Regions from separate parts of the Anas platyrhynchos genome. Here regions 2 and 3 are each linked to region 1. A link is a contact called in public Hi-C data. All regions are on one chromosome and are shown on one strand. Each heading gives the region's core, a stretch centred on a gene start, on an enhancer-like site or on the middle of the called end of the contact. The rest is flanking DNA. Distances are from core to core; before and after follow the strand shown.

Region 1 (4,111 bases), core at 1,434-3,933:
GAGCTCTCTCAGGGCCACTCACTGCCTGTCGGTGTCATAAGTGCTGCAACATCCAAGTACATTCCAGAGGCAGCACTGTCAACGTGAGTCTACGATGTGACTTGTGCAAAAAAATCTGTTCCCCAAATGTAACCATAAACTCATCTCTCAGAAGAAGTTGCACTGGTTTGAATATTGAAGAGGAGTTAAATGAGTACAATCTGCAGTCCCCTTTCCCCTTTTTTTGTACCACAATGTTCATTTTCACAGCAGCAGAAAACTGTTTCTCTTATTTACAGGCACAACATACTGGGTGATTCAAAATAATCCAGTATGTGACAATGTGTGAGGATGGCATGCCTTAGAGCATCAAGCATGTTTAGGGTTATTTTTTACATGTATTGGTTGATGGACGAATAGGTGTCACACCAGGATTTTTGTATTTCAATTTTAACTCTCATGGGTTTCCAAATGGGAAAGCTATATGAAGACCTCTGATGGATACAGCATTTCTCACTCTAACACTTCAGACTGAATTTCATGTATATTCCTAAAAAGCCAAGGATTAGAGACTTCTACCACAGGAAACATTAGCCTAGCTGAATCTTGGAAAAAGGACTTGTCTGGGAATACGAAGTGAAAGGTAATCTTACTGCAAATGATGAGAAGCAGCGTGACTGATGCACACTAGGGTCATAAAATGCAATTCAGTTTCAGAAACCAATTTGGGAAGGACAAAAGAATCTTAGTGCTAAATGTGCAATGGCGATCCCTTACCAAAGCACATCTGTGCACCAACTCTCATGGATTTCCTGTTTTTTCCTGAGGATCAAAAACTCTGTTGCATGCTAACATCAATGTATGCCTCAATTGATTTCACATTCTTGGAACTTACTACCGTCTCCAACTGTGTTTTGTTCCTTAAGAGCCTGATCCTGTGCCTAAACCTCTAAGAGTAATCTCTGTTGCGTCACATAAACGTCAGCAGACCCAGCTGCAAGGTCAGGATCTGCAGAGGTGAGTGGCAGAAGGAAACCTGAATATGGGCAAGGCCCTAGCAGAGGGAGTACTGAAGGCACAGCACACCTTTTTCCATCCAAGATAACTTAAACGAGAAAAAAGCATCAAGTGGCTCTTTGTGTATGCTCAGTCTTTGGAAGGTGAAAATAAAACTGCTAATAAAACAGGAGCAAAGAAGCAACCACCAAATAAGTGAGTCAGTTAAGGTTCACTGGGCAAAGATAAAAGCAAGGAAAAGATAACAGCAGAGACACAGTACAATAAGTTAATGATAACTACTGGCACCAGCAACTAATGGGTGCCTTTGCAAATATAAGGAGGAAAAAAAAAAAAAGTGAACAATGTTCCCTTATTAAGAAATGAGGTGAAATCAGTGATTGTTGCATATGTCTGAGGTACTGCTCTATGCTGCTGAAACTGGAAAAAACAGTACACAAAAGGAGAAATGAAAACCTTGGCTTTCAGCTGGATGTAGGTTCCCCAGTGTCTAGTCTCCTTTGGGAAACAGGTTCCAACATCATTTAGAGACATTTGAGAGAATTAGCCCAGCTGTTGAGAAAGTGGATGTAGGATGACATGTGGAGTCTCAGGGCTGTAAGAGAGGCCCAGGTGACAGAATCGGTGGAAGCTGGTCTGCAGATACAATGCTGTGGACTGAAAATTAAAGTCCCACAGAAAGGTTTGTTTTGCTTTCTTTTCTGCAGGGCTTGCTCTATTTTCAGGGACAAACTCTAGACCGGAAAGTATGAGCTCCCAAACCCAGATTTCCAGGCCACTACGAGGAGGAAGAACATGCTTTGTTTCATGGTTTTCTCTTCTTGCTCTTGCCCCCCAACACCTCATCCATCTCCCTTTCCTGGGAGAGCTCTGAGAAAGGCAGGAACTCGGTGTCATCTTACAGGCCAAAACGTGGTTACCTTTTGCCTGAATTAGTATCGCTGCCACCAACGCAAGCAAAAAGTTAGGGAATTTCTGGCTAGGGCGTTTATTAAAGGTGTCTCTGTGGGATGGTAAATCCTGCTAAAGGATCCTCCCTGGAGATAAGCTGAGCAGCAGCCTCTCGGTGAGAGGGAAGGAACCTAGCTGGGAGCCTGCTGGAGGTTCAATACAAGCTAACGCACGTCCCTTCTGTGCTGCGCGATGTCCACACGGGGCAAAGCTGAAGGGGAGCTGGCAGCTGAAGCAGCTTTCCCCTCATTGTAGTGGGTGTCGGGCTGGCGGTAACGGCTGGCTCAGCGCCCGCGGGGGGCAAACGGGGGGAAAAGGGGACACCGGGAAACAAGTGGGAAAAAAAAGCAGCGACAGAGGAACAGGCGGCCGAGGGGAAGCCCCGCGAGGAGGGGGCGGCGCGCCCGGCACGGAGCGGGCACCGCGGGGGGGGGAACCGGGGGAGGGAACCGGGCCTGCGCCGCGCCCCGCCCCGCCCTTCCCGTGCCCACCGCCGCACTTCCTGGTGAGGGCCCTTAAAGGGGCCTTGTCGACGGCGGCAGAACAAAGGCTGTTGTTGTCTGCCGCGCACCGCGGGCCTCCGGGCCCCTTTAAGGGGCGGGGCCGGCTGCCGGGAACCGACGTCGCTTGCGGGGATGCGGAACAGGGCAGCGGCGAGGGGGCGGTGAGGGGGGCGGGGCCGGGCGGTGAGGGGGCGGGGCCGGGCGGGACGCCCGGCCCCGCCCTCCCCGCCCGGGCCCGCACACGCACGCAGAGCCCGGGGGCAGCGGGCAGGGGGCGGGCAGCGATCGGGCGCCCCCCGACGAGGGCCGGGGACGGGGCTCCGGTGGCGGCGCCACCCCCGGGCCGCGCCCGCCGCCGGGCGATGGTGGCGGCGGCGGCAGCAACTTCCCGCTGAGGGGCCGGCGGAGGAGCGGAAATTTGGGGGGGGGGAGGGAAGGGGGAAGGAAGGGGGAAGGCAAAAAAAAAACACGCACACACACACACACACACACAAAAAAAAAAGAACCGAGAGAACTTCCCCCTACGCCGCGCTGCGCCGCGCTCCGGCTGAAAGATGTCTGAGGCCGCTGCCCAGTGTTTCATCAAGGTAAAAATAATAATAAAAAACAAACCTTCTGTTTTTTTTTTTTTTTTTTTAATTTTTATTTTTTTTCCTTATTTAAATCATTTTTATTATTTGCGGTCAGTGGGGGGCTCTCCCCGTGCTACCCTCCCGCGCTGTGTTTACGCACGGAGGGCCCTGCCCCGCGCGTGTTCCTTTCATTATCATTATTCTTAATAATAATAATAACAAGATTTTGCCCTTTTCTGCTGTTTTTCCCCCCGCGGCGGCGGGAGGCGGCAGCGGGCGCCCTGCGTGCTCCTTTCCCCCCGCCGCCAACTTCGCGCAAAGTTTTGCTGCCCGGGGACGGGGATGGGATGCGCTCGGCGGCGCTGCCGGGGGGGGGGGGCTGGGGCTTCTATTTTATTTCATTTAAAATTATGTTTTCCTTTTCCCCCTGCTTCCTCCCACTCTTTCCCCTCGCTTTATTCCCTGCCGGTGGCCGTGCCCAGCTCTGGCTGCGGCTCCCGGTGTCAGGAGCGGAGACAATGGGAACAAAACCCGGCTGCCTTTTTTTTTTTTTTTTTTTCCCTTTTCTTTTCCATGTGTGCCCAGGAGCCCGCTGGTGGCAGCCCTTTCCCCTCTCCTTCCCCCGGCCGGGCGCTCCCCGTCCTGCCCGTGGCCGCCAGAGCCTCCAGCGGGACGCGAGCACCCGGACGGCTTCGCTGCACGGTGCTTGCCTGCCTGGCTCTATTTTGGGGGTCACGGCGGGTGGCGGCAGCTTGCACTAGAGAGGCACCCAAGTTTGGGGCGGCGTGGGGCCGTGGAGCACCCTCTGTGTCCAACAGCCTAGGCAAATCCCGGTAAATACAAAGTGAAACGTAGCTGCTTGGTTGCTTTTTTATTTTTAATTTTCTTTCTCCTTGGTGGATCCTGTGGGAACATGGGGTGTAGGCACGAGAAGGCGAATGTCATACACAAAAAAAGTAGCGGCGGATGAGTTGTGTTTCCTTATTTTAGAAATGGGGCGTTTTGAAAATAGGAGGCTTGCTTCTGCTCTTACTGGTAATGCTGCTCCTTCCCTAACCCTAAGGTACATAATAGTCTTATCAAAGGTGA
Region 2 (4,250 bases), core at 440-2,939, 68 kb after region 1:
TCATGATGTCCTTAAAACACGGATTACCAGAGACTGAGATAAGCAATGTGTTATAGAAGAGATTACTTAATGCTTCCTTACTCCCTGTACTTTCTGCTTATACAACCACTCCCAAAGACATTTGGCAAGATGGGCCAGCGGTCTTTTCTAGTGTGGCAGTTTTTAAATTTTACCCCATCTCATAACCTTCTCCAGTGGCTTGACAGTAGTGTGGCTGCTATCCAAGCAGATATGTATTCAGTATGCATCTGCTATACCAAAGGGCTCTTTTAGGTGATAACTAACTCACCAGCTAGAGGCTGCGGATAAAAGTTAAGTGAGGGGATTTGCCTTTAAGCAATTCTGACAAAAGTCTCTTTACACAACAGCTGACTGAATCACTGAACGTAATGCCAAGGGCAGTGATAGGAAAAAAAAAAAAAAAAGTCATGTAAATTAGCTGGCAAGGGAACAGGGCAAAGCTATCTGGTGAAGGAGGGAATGGGAGAGGAGGACAGGCAGCCACCTGCTGGAGCTTTGGTTTCAAGGACCAGATCTCCCATCAAGTGTTGGAAAAACAAATTTTAAAGTAGAAACTGAGGGGGAAAGGCTGAGAGTATTTCTTCCTAGTGTATAGGCCTCCAGTGGACTGTAATCACTCCCTTAGGTGGTTCTGTCATCCCTAGCACATGCTCTCAGAGGGTTGCTTTCACTTTCCTGTTGTCATCCAGTCCAAGATCCAGTTCAGCATGTGCCCCTTATATGGCCCTGTCTCATCCATATAATGCATAATGTGAAATTCAGTTCTGCTTCCTCTCTTGCCCCAGTTTGGGTTTCTGGGCATAGTCATTAAAAAAAATAAAATGTTATTCAGTATTACTTGTGATTTGACATGGTAAATTGAAAACTTACTGGAAGTCTGGCAGTGCTTCTGATCTATGTCCCCTTTGCTAAGGTGCTTCATAAAATGCCGCATGTTGTTATTCACTCTGGCTTGGATGTTCTTGGCTCTCTCCCACTTAATGATTCACAAGATGTCTGTGAGATTCATTTTTGTAAATGTGGTTTTTCCCCCCCTACTTTCCATCCATATATTCTCCCACCCCTTCCCCTTTGCTTGCAAATCTTCACTTCAAAAGTTCACTGAATTAAAAGCAGAGTACGTGTAAGGGCTGGAGTGCAGTCTCTGGGGTGCCGTTGGAAGAGCTCTAAGACACACTGCAGATTTTCCCCCTGATTTCCAAGTTAGGGGGTTGGAGTAGTCTGGGAAGTTTTCCTACAGCATACTGTCCTCTTCCACCACGATTTCACAGCAGTCTCAGCTATGTGTGCATGTGTCCTGTGCCTCTTTCTTGAACAGAGAGATTTTTCTCTAGTAAAAGCTCAGAAATGGGTCTCCTCTGAGTGCTGTCTCTGGCAGGGGGGGAGCAGGAGAAAAGTCAAGTGCAGTGGGGGTCTGTGCACACCAGCGCAGAGGCAGAGCCTCTGCTCCCGCCACACCGGCTGCGGGGAGAAGCCAGGGGTGTTTGCAGGGCTTGCATGCCAGAGCCTCTTCAAACAGCTCTGCTCAAAGGCATGAGCTGGGCTCGCTTCTGAGGGAAATTTCCTTTTTGGGGAAGTTGCTGCAAAGGAATTTCCTGTGTGGGCAGACAGAGCTTCCTGACTTGAAGGCTTCTTGGAAGGGAAACTGTTTCATAATGAAATGATAAATTAAAGACATACCAGCCTGGTTCACTTCAAAACAGCAATTGAGGGAGCTCAGGCAGTACACCATTACACTCCTGCACAAAATGAAAATAAATTGCATCCTGACAGGATTCTCTGTAGCACAGCATATCCTTCCCCCCAGCCTTCCTCCCTGTAAGTCTCACTTTCCTCTCCTGCCTCCCCCTTTCCCTTTCCCCTGCTATTTGCTGCTGTCTCCTTTACGACCCCCTCCAACCAACGAGGCAGACGGGTGTGATGTTGGAGATGGTTTATTAAATGGAGGAGACACTCTGCTCCTCCTCCCATGGCTCCAGTTTAAGCCCTGCTGGTGCTGCCAGAGCCCCGGACGTAGGACCAAGAAACTGCAAGTGGCTGCCATGAGCACTGGGTGCCATGGCTGTGCATGTGATTGTGTAAAGTGAAATTGGGGGTACCAAGGAGTTTAAGTCAGTCCCTATAAAAAGGAATGTCTTGGCGTGATCATGAAAATGACTGGGAGGAGGGGTTGCAGATGCGTTTCCTGTTAAATAAGAGGAAAAAAAAGGACCTTTGCTCCATCCCAGCCAAGACACAATGGAGGGAGGGCATCCCCAGAGAGCTCAGGCTGTTATAGCGGAGTTTTCAATAGGCACAAATTGGCTCATGTTATTTTCCTGCTCTGTGCCGTCCTAACGGGTTGAAAAGTGAGAAGGGAAGCACTGGTGGGTTACTGTGCCCTATTGGTTTCCCTAGAGCTGGGAGTTCAGGTGAACCGGGCAAAGAGCTTAGATGAGACTGCTTGGGTTGCTGAACACATTTGGGATGGAGTTAGAGGATATGATTTCAGATGGCATAGGTATAGGGGGAACGCACATACAAAAGTTCCAGTTCGCCCTTTTCTGTCTCAACTACTTCATCTGTAAAATTTATTGATCATCCTGCTAATAATACCTAGTTGTACAAATTCATCTGGTGTGCACTGCTAACAAGTGTAGAATCAGCATTTTCTTTTTCCTCCTTTGAGAGTGGGCCTTTATTCCCTGCCTCCTATTCAGCTGGTAATTAAAACTGCTTTAGTACTTTGCAGTAGTCTCCTGAATTGGTGTGTATTATGTGCCGCCTTCTGGTAAGGAGGCCTTCTCCTCTTCTCTTCTCTTCTTTTTTCAGTAGTTATTTTAGGATTTTCGAGACATTTGAATCATTGGCAGAACATTGCTTTCTGTTATGATTTTATAGTGAGTGTGTCAGTTTGGGATTTTTTTTCTCTAAAGTTACAGCTGCTGAAGTCACATGACTGAAAGAATTTGAGATTTTATTTGTATTTTTAAAGCAAGTTGCTGGACTGCATAAAGAAAAGCAAGGAAATGTGATTCACAATACTCAGAAGCCAGCTACGAAGTACACCAAAGAAAAAATATGCATGTGTGAGACCGTATCTGTATGACTTATTTTTTGCATCTTTGTCAGTTTTAACTTATTTTCATTGAAGTCCGGTTGCCTCATTTTCAGATATTTGGGTTTGGTAGTCCTGGAGGTATGGAAGAAACAGAACTCTGCTACTAGTTTAGGAGATTGTCTCATCAATAACGACTTGTAATCATTCCTCATATTGAACAGATATGCCAAGTGTAAAGTTCAAAATGTAGAACTTTGTTCATCATGATTGGCATACTATATACCACACGCATACAATGCATGACAGCATTGTGAAAGCAAATCTAACACTGTGCTGTGCTGTGGCCAGGGCTGTCTTACAGCAATTAGAAGACACAGTACTGCTTCTTAAATGAAAGTAAGGAAAGATCCGTTCTCGGTAACCTGTACAAAGGATGTGCAGCCACAGAGCTACAGCATGTAGGTGTTCCTGGGGGAGGCAGGATTTTGGTGTGTGATAGTAGGCTCTCATATTCATTCAGCTGTATCATTGAGGCACAGTGGGTTGCAAACTAAGTTCAGAGAAGAAAAATCCTTACCATCACTTGCATTTTGAGTTGCTCTACTTCCTGACCCAATGAAAATCCTGAATGAATCCTGAATGGTTTTAAAAAGACAGGTTCTGCAGCCGAGATACAGACCAGCAAAGAACAGTATAGACATACCTCCTTTTTTTCACATGTGTTTTGTAAAATACCTGGTAACTTTTACTTGCAGTGCTGTTGCTTTCAGAAGCAGGTTTGGAATTTGAGGATGGCCTCTCAGAAGCAGCTTCCATGCCAGATACAATACAATGTCTGTTCAGCTTGAAAGGTTTTAGAGGCTAAATTGTTAACATTTGGCTAAAGTGGATGACATACCTTGGATGGGGCCTTGTGTGGGTGGTTTAACAGGCTTGCTGCTTGGCCAATTTCTTACTGTTGATTTTTGAGGCACCCAGAAGTGTAGTAGGCAATCTGACTGCAAAGTGTGGATGAACACCCTGCTCAAGACTTTTACGCTGTCCCCACCTTTGATAGCACTAAAGTAATGATTAAAATCAATATACATCATGCTGTTTACATATGTTGCTCCTCTTTCTGTCCTTGCTAACGTATTTTGTTTGGCTAATCTCCACCTAAAGAAACTTCATTGCAGTTGCAATGCCTGCC
Region 3 (3,900 bases), core at 688-3,187, 110 kb after region 1:
AGCACAATTAAGTTTACCGTTTTCCCTCAAGGGAATGCAACTTAGTTTAAAAAAATAAATAAATAAATGTGAGAGGCAGAGCTAAACCCTGCCTAATTTACAAACTGAGCAGAGGGGTCAGGTGTTTGTTTGGCACAATTATGAGTGGTTAAATTTCAGAGAAGATTTTTTAGAGTCTGTCCTTACTGCAGTGACCTTTTTCATTTTCCTCTTCTGGCTTTCTTGATAGATTATACAATACATTCATGATTCTGCTTCTAAATGCTTCAAGCATTTAATCCATCGTTAATCCAGAATCATCTGAGTCTGGATCAACATTTACATCTAATGTTCTTTTACTAACTCAAGCAAAGTGAGCTTGACTGAAAGCAGTTGACCTTTGAGGATATCTCCAAGGTGCATTGGCATTGGCTTGGAATCTGCCCTCCAGGCTTCAGTTTCTGGCCCTATAGAGGGATGAGCAATGGAGAGTGAATTATCTGCATCGCCAGTGGTCTTTCTGATGCAGCACTGAGTCATTTGATAGGATGCCATACAGGAAGCTTACACTGTCATTCCCTGCACTTCTTTTATGGGTAAGCACAGAGTGCCAGTCTTTGGGACTGCCACTGCAGTGACTGCTCACATCCACAGTGAGTGCAGCCCCACCCATCCCTGTGTGGATCGGATAGGTCAGCAATTTTCCTGAGCAACGATTTCCCTTTCACAGATTTCCCTTCAAGAAAAGACTGTTGGTTGCTCAGAATGAAGAGCCAGACTGAGGAATTAATCTATTCCTGCAGGAAATGATACACCATATGTGCTCGACTCACAGTCATCAGATGTGTGAAGGAATTAATGTGATGAGGATTTTATTCTGTTCAGGGCCATTTGTGGCAATGGAACTGCTTGGAGCTGAGTTTGAGTTTGGGTTGTTTTGTGGTAAAACACTTTCTCTTGTCCTATCCTGGCTCAGGATCACCATGGTTTGGAATTGGAGAGAGAGGTCTGCTTCTGTCTGGAGTTTGTCAGAGCCAACTAATGTTTGCAAAGAGCTCAGTGGAAAGCACAGCAAGACAATCCTTTCTGTTTTCAAGATAGCTGCTCCCCACAGACACGTCACTTCAAATAAGTAGGACAAACAGTACAGTATTCTGGTATACACTTACAGGCCAGGAATGAGCAGCGTGTATTTAAAAGTACAGTGACAGGAGTGGATAGTCTGCAGAAGATAGGACACTGATCACAACTTGGGGGGGAAGGGTATGAATACTTTCTGCTTTCTTTCAGTTGTGGCAAAGACTTTAAGAAATGACTGTCAAAGAGGTAGGTGCAGTTGTAGATTAATTCCTTTTCTTTGATCTTCACATCATTTTGGTTATAACATACTAGCTTGCCACTTTGTATTTAAAGCTGTTTGTGTTTAATCGAGAACAATACATGTCTCTGGAGTTTCTTTTCCTCCAGGTATTTCATTGTGAGTTTCTTAAATAGCTCTACAGATGTATTTTTCTTGTCTGGGACCTCAAGCATATGAAATAAGTGTTCTGAAGCCATGAAATTTTAGGTTTTCCTGGAGCCTTCAGTGTCCTTGTTTAGATGAGCAGTCTGTTGAGTAGGGGTAAAAGAGTTAATAGGAAAGCTGGTACTGTGTCAATGCCTGGCACCGCATTTTCTCAGAACTAGAGCTTTTCCTGTCCATACCTTTCTCTAGGTACATGTTGGTCCTGCTCCTGCTGCCTGCCTGGGTTCCTGGATGGCAGGAGCCCCTGGATTTCCTGCACACCTCTACAGGGTCTTCAACGGGTATCACTGCCTTGGCAAGAAAGCAAGAGAATCGTTTTTTACAGAGGATCAGAGCAAATGTAGTGAACAAACAGGCAGCCACAAATATGCAGCTACTTGTTTCAATTGTTGACATGTACCCAGCAGTTTCCTTCTGTTATCATCCAAGGCTTTCAACAAACAGCATTGAAATTTGATCTTTGTTTTTCAGATAAAAACCTGTTAGTCAGTGCTCCCTGGTGGTATTTTCCTCTCTGTCAGTAATTTCCCCAGTCAAAATTGATGGCCTTAGCTAAGCTGAAAGTGTGCACTGTTCATGCCAAACATTTCATTTTGTGAGGGGATTATTAGTGTCTAAAGACAGTGATCCAGATACATGATTTATCCCCCCCTAACTGTTAGGAATCACAGCCAAGGAAGTATGGCCATGCAAAAGTGACACTGGAAGTCGTCCTGCTGAAGAAATATAAGAGCTTATGTGGGACAAGGCAGCACAAGCTAACTCCAGCAAGTTGAAAATATCCATATGAAGTTGTTAACACTTTTAAAATCAAGGCAGGGATACAATTTAGCTAGCATTTCATGAAGAGCGGCCTACCAGTGAGTTTTCTTGGATAACCCAGTCCATATTTCACACTAAGATTCTGTGCCCTGACCCAAATCTCTAGCATCCCAAGCTTATCACTCAGTATTTTTCAGGAGACATTTTTCTTTTTTTATCTCTGTCCTCTACCTTGCAGTGCTCATTGTACAGTAACAGGAACCACACATAGAGATGTGAATGACAGGATGAAAGTTCCAAAGCAGTTGTACAGAAATACAGTTAGTGTAGCTAGATCAGCTCTTACTTTCTTCACAAGTGTTCCAGTCAGCTACTCAAAATGGGATTTCTCTTAACACATTTCCCCAGGAGCTACTCATATGTGGTGGTGGATGGAGATTGTTTTTGTGGTACTGATTTTGTTCAGTATAGTAACAACTATCTACATTTACATGGTATTTTTCAGTGGATCTGTAAGTCACACACAAAAAAAAACAAAAACATTTTCCAGCTAATAGCAGTACCCAGTAAATCCAGCTAGTAGTTTAACAGTTAGATCCTATAGCTTGATCATGATATAAACTCTATTTTTTTTTTGTTTGTCTCCACAGATAACTTTGTCCAGAGACCTTCAAGACCATCCACAGAAACAGTCCACCACAGTACCCCAACCATTGAACTGTTGCATCGTTCTAGATCACCCATCACCAACAACCACCGTCCATCACCAGACCCCGATCAGTGGCCACTGAAGTCCCCTATGGACAACACTATCCGTCACCTCTCCCCAGCTGACAGAATGCCAGGGTCAAGGCATCAGCAAGAGAACAACCACCAGGAGTCCTATCCTCTCTCAGTGTCCCCAGTAGAAAACAACCACTGCCCGCCTCCTCCTGAGGTGCTCCAGAAGCCTTCCAGCCCTCGCCAGGAGAACACCAGGGTCATCCAGCTGATGCCCAGCCCTATCATGCATCCTTTGATACTGAACCCCAGGCACTCCGATTTCAAACCTCCAAGGTTGTCTGAGGATGGGCTGCACAGGGAGGTAAAGCCAATCAACTTGTCCCACCGAGAAGAGTTAGCTTACATGAACCACATCATGGTGTCTGTATCCCCTCCTGAGGACCATGCAATGCCAATAGGAAGAATAGCGGGTAAGTGACATTTTCTAGGCTACACCAAAGTTGACACTCTTCATTCATAACTTAAGATACTGTGTGTTAATAGCTTCTCATTTCCTTTTGCCACTCTGCGACCTCCCTCAGAAATTACTGGCATTCTTCAAGTTTCACCACATCTGTGGTTTAGGCAGTTAAGTATGATTAAACCAGTTTCATGGCAGGTAAGCAAAGATGCAGTGACATGCTTGTGACCATGGAATGCATGATTAGTAACAGTGAAACACTTGTGTCCTGACACTTAATGCTTCTTTACCCACTAGCAATCCATTTATTTCCCAAGATACCTATCTCCAAAGGCTTGTCCTACAAAGAGTTTTTCAAGAGTTGCATTCACACTAGTGTTGAGCCCTATGGAAAGGCAAACACCTTCTGTCGGTTGCCTTTGAGACAATACAGTGTCAAGCCTGCTATGAT

Evidence for each region. Hi-C and Micro-C count contacts between places; a contact is called where the count stands out from the background.
Region 2: a contact with region 1 is called in a Hi-C map of liver, with 4 times the contacts expected there. The contact joins the enhancer-like site here to the promoter of ETV6 in region 1. A contact is called at or near these places in 2 of 8 Hi-C or Micro-C datasets (liver and skeletal muscle).
Region 3: a Hi-C map of skeletal muscle shows a contact between it and region 1, with 2.3 times the contacts expected there. The contact joins the enhancer-like site here to the promoter of ETV6 in region 1. A contact is called at or near these places in 4 of 8 Hi-C or Micro-C datasets (F5 follicle, liver, skeletal muscle and 1 more).

What each region holds. Positions count from the first base shown.
Region 1 is chr1:70,844,593-70,848,703 of IASCAAS_PekinDuck_T2T, reverse strand. It overlaps ETV6 (ETS variant transcription factor 6), which reads left to right and starts at 2,683. Exons shown (of 8, transcript XM_038181037.2): 1 at 2,683-3,037. The coding sequence starts at 3,005.
Region 2 is chr1:70,775,715-70,779,964 of IASCAAS_PekinDuck_T2T, reverse strand. The region is part of intron 2 of ETV6 (ETS variant transcription factor 6); the gene reads left to right. Among named protein-coding and RNA genes, the nearest start is that of ETV6, 68 kb to the left of the region's middle. Within about 2 kb of position 1,689, at least 2 of the 8 cell types and tissues checked have an H3K27ac peak or open chromatin away from gene starts, as enhancers often do.
Region 3 is chr1:70,729,213-70,733,112 of IASCAAS_PekinDuck_T2T, reverse strand. ETV6 (ETS variant transcription factor 6) reads left to right here. Exons shown (of 8, transcript XM_038181037.2): 5 at 2,917-3,459. Among named protein-coding and RNA genes, the nearest start is that of BCL2L14, 74 kb to the right of the region's middle. Within about 2 kb of position 1,937, at least 2 of the 8 cell types and tissues checked have an H3K27ac peak or open chromatin away from gene starts, as enhancers often do.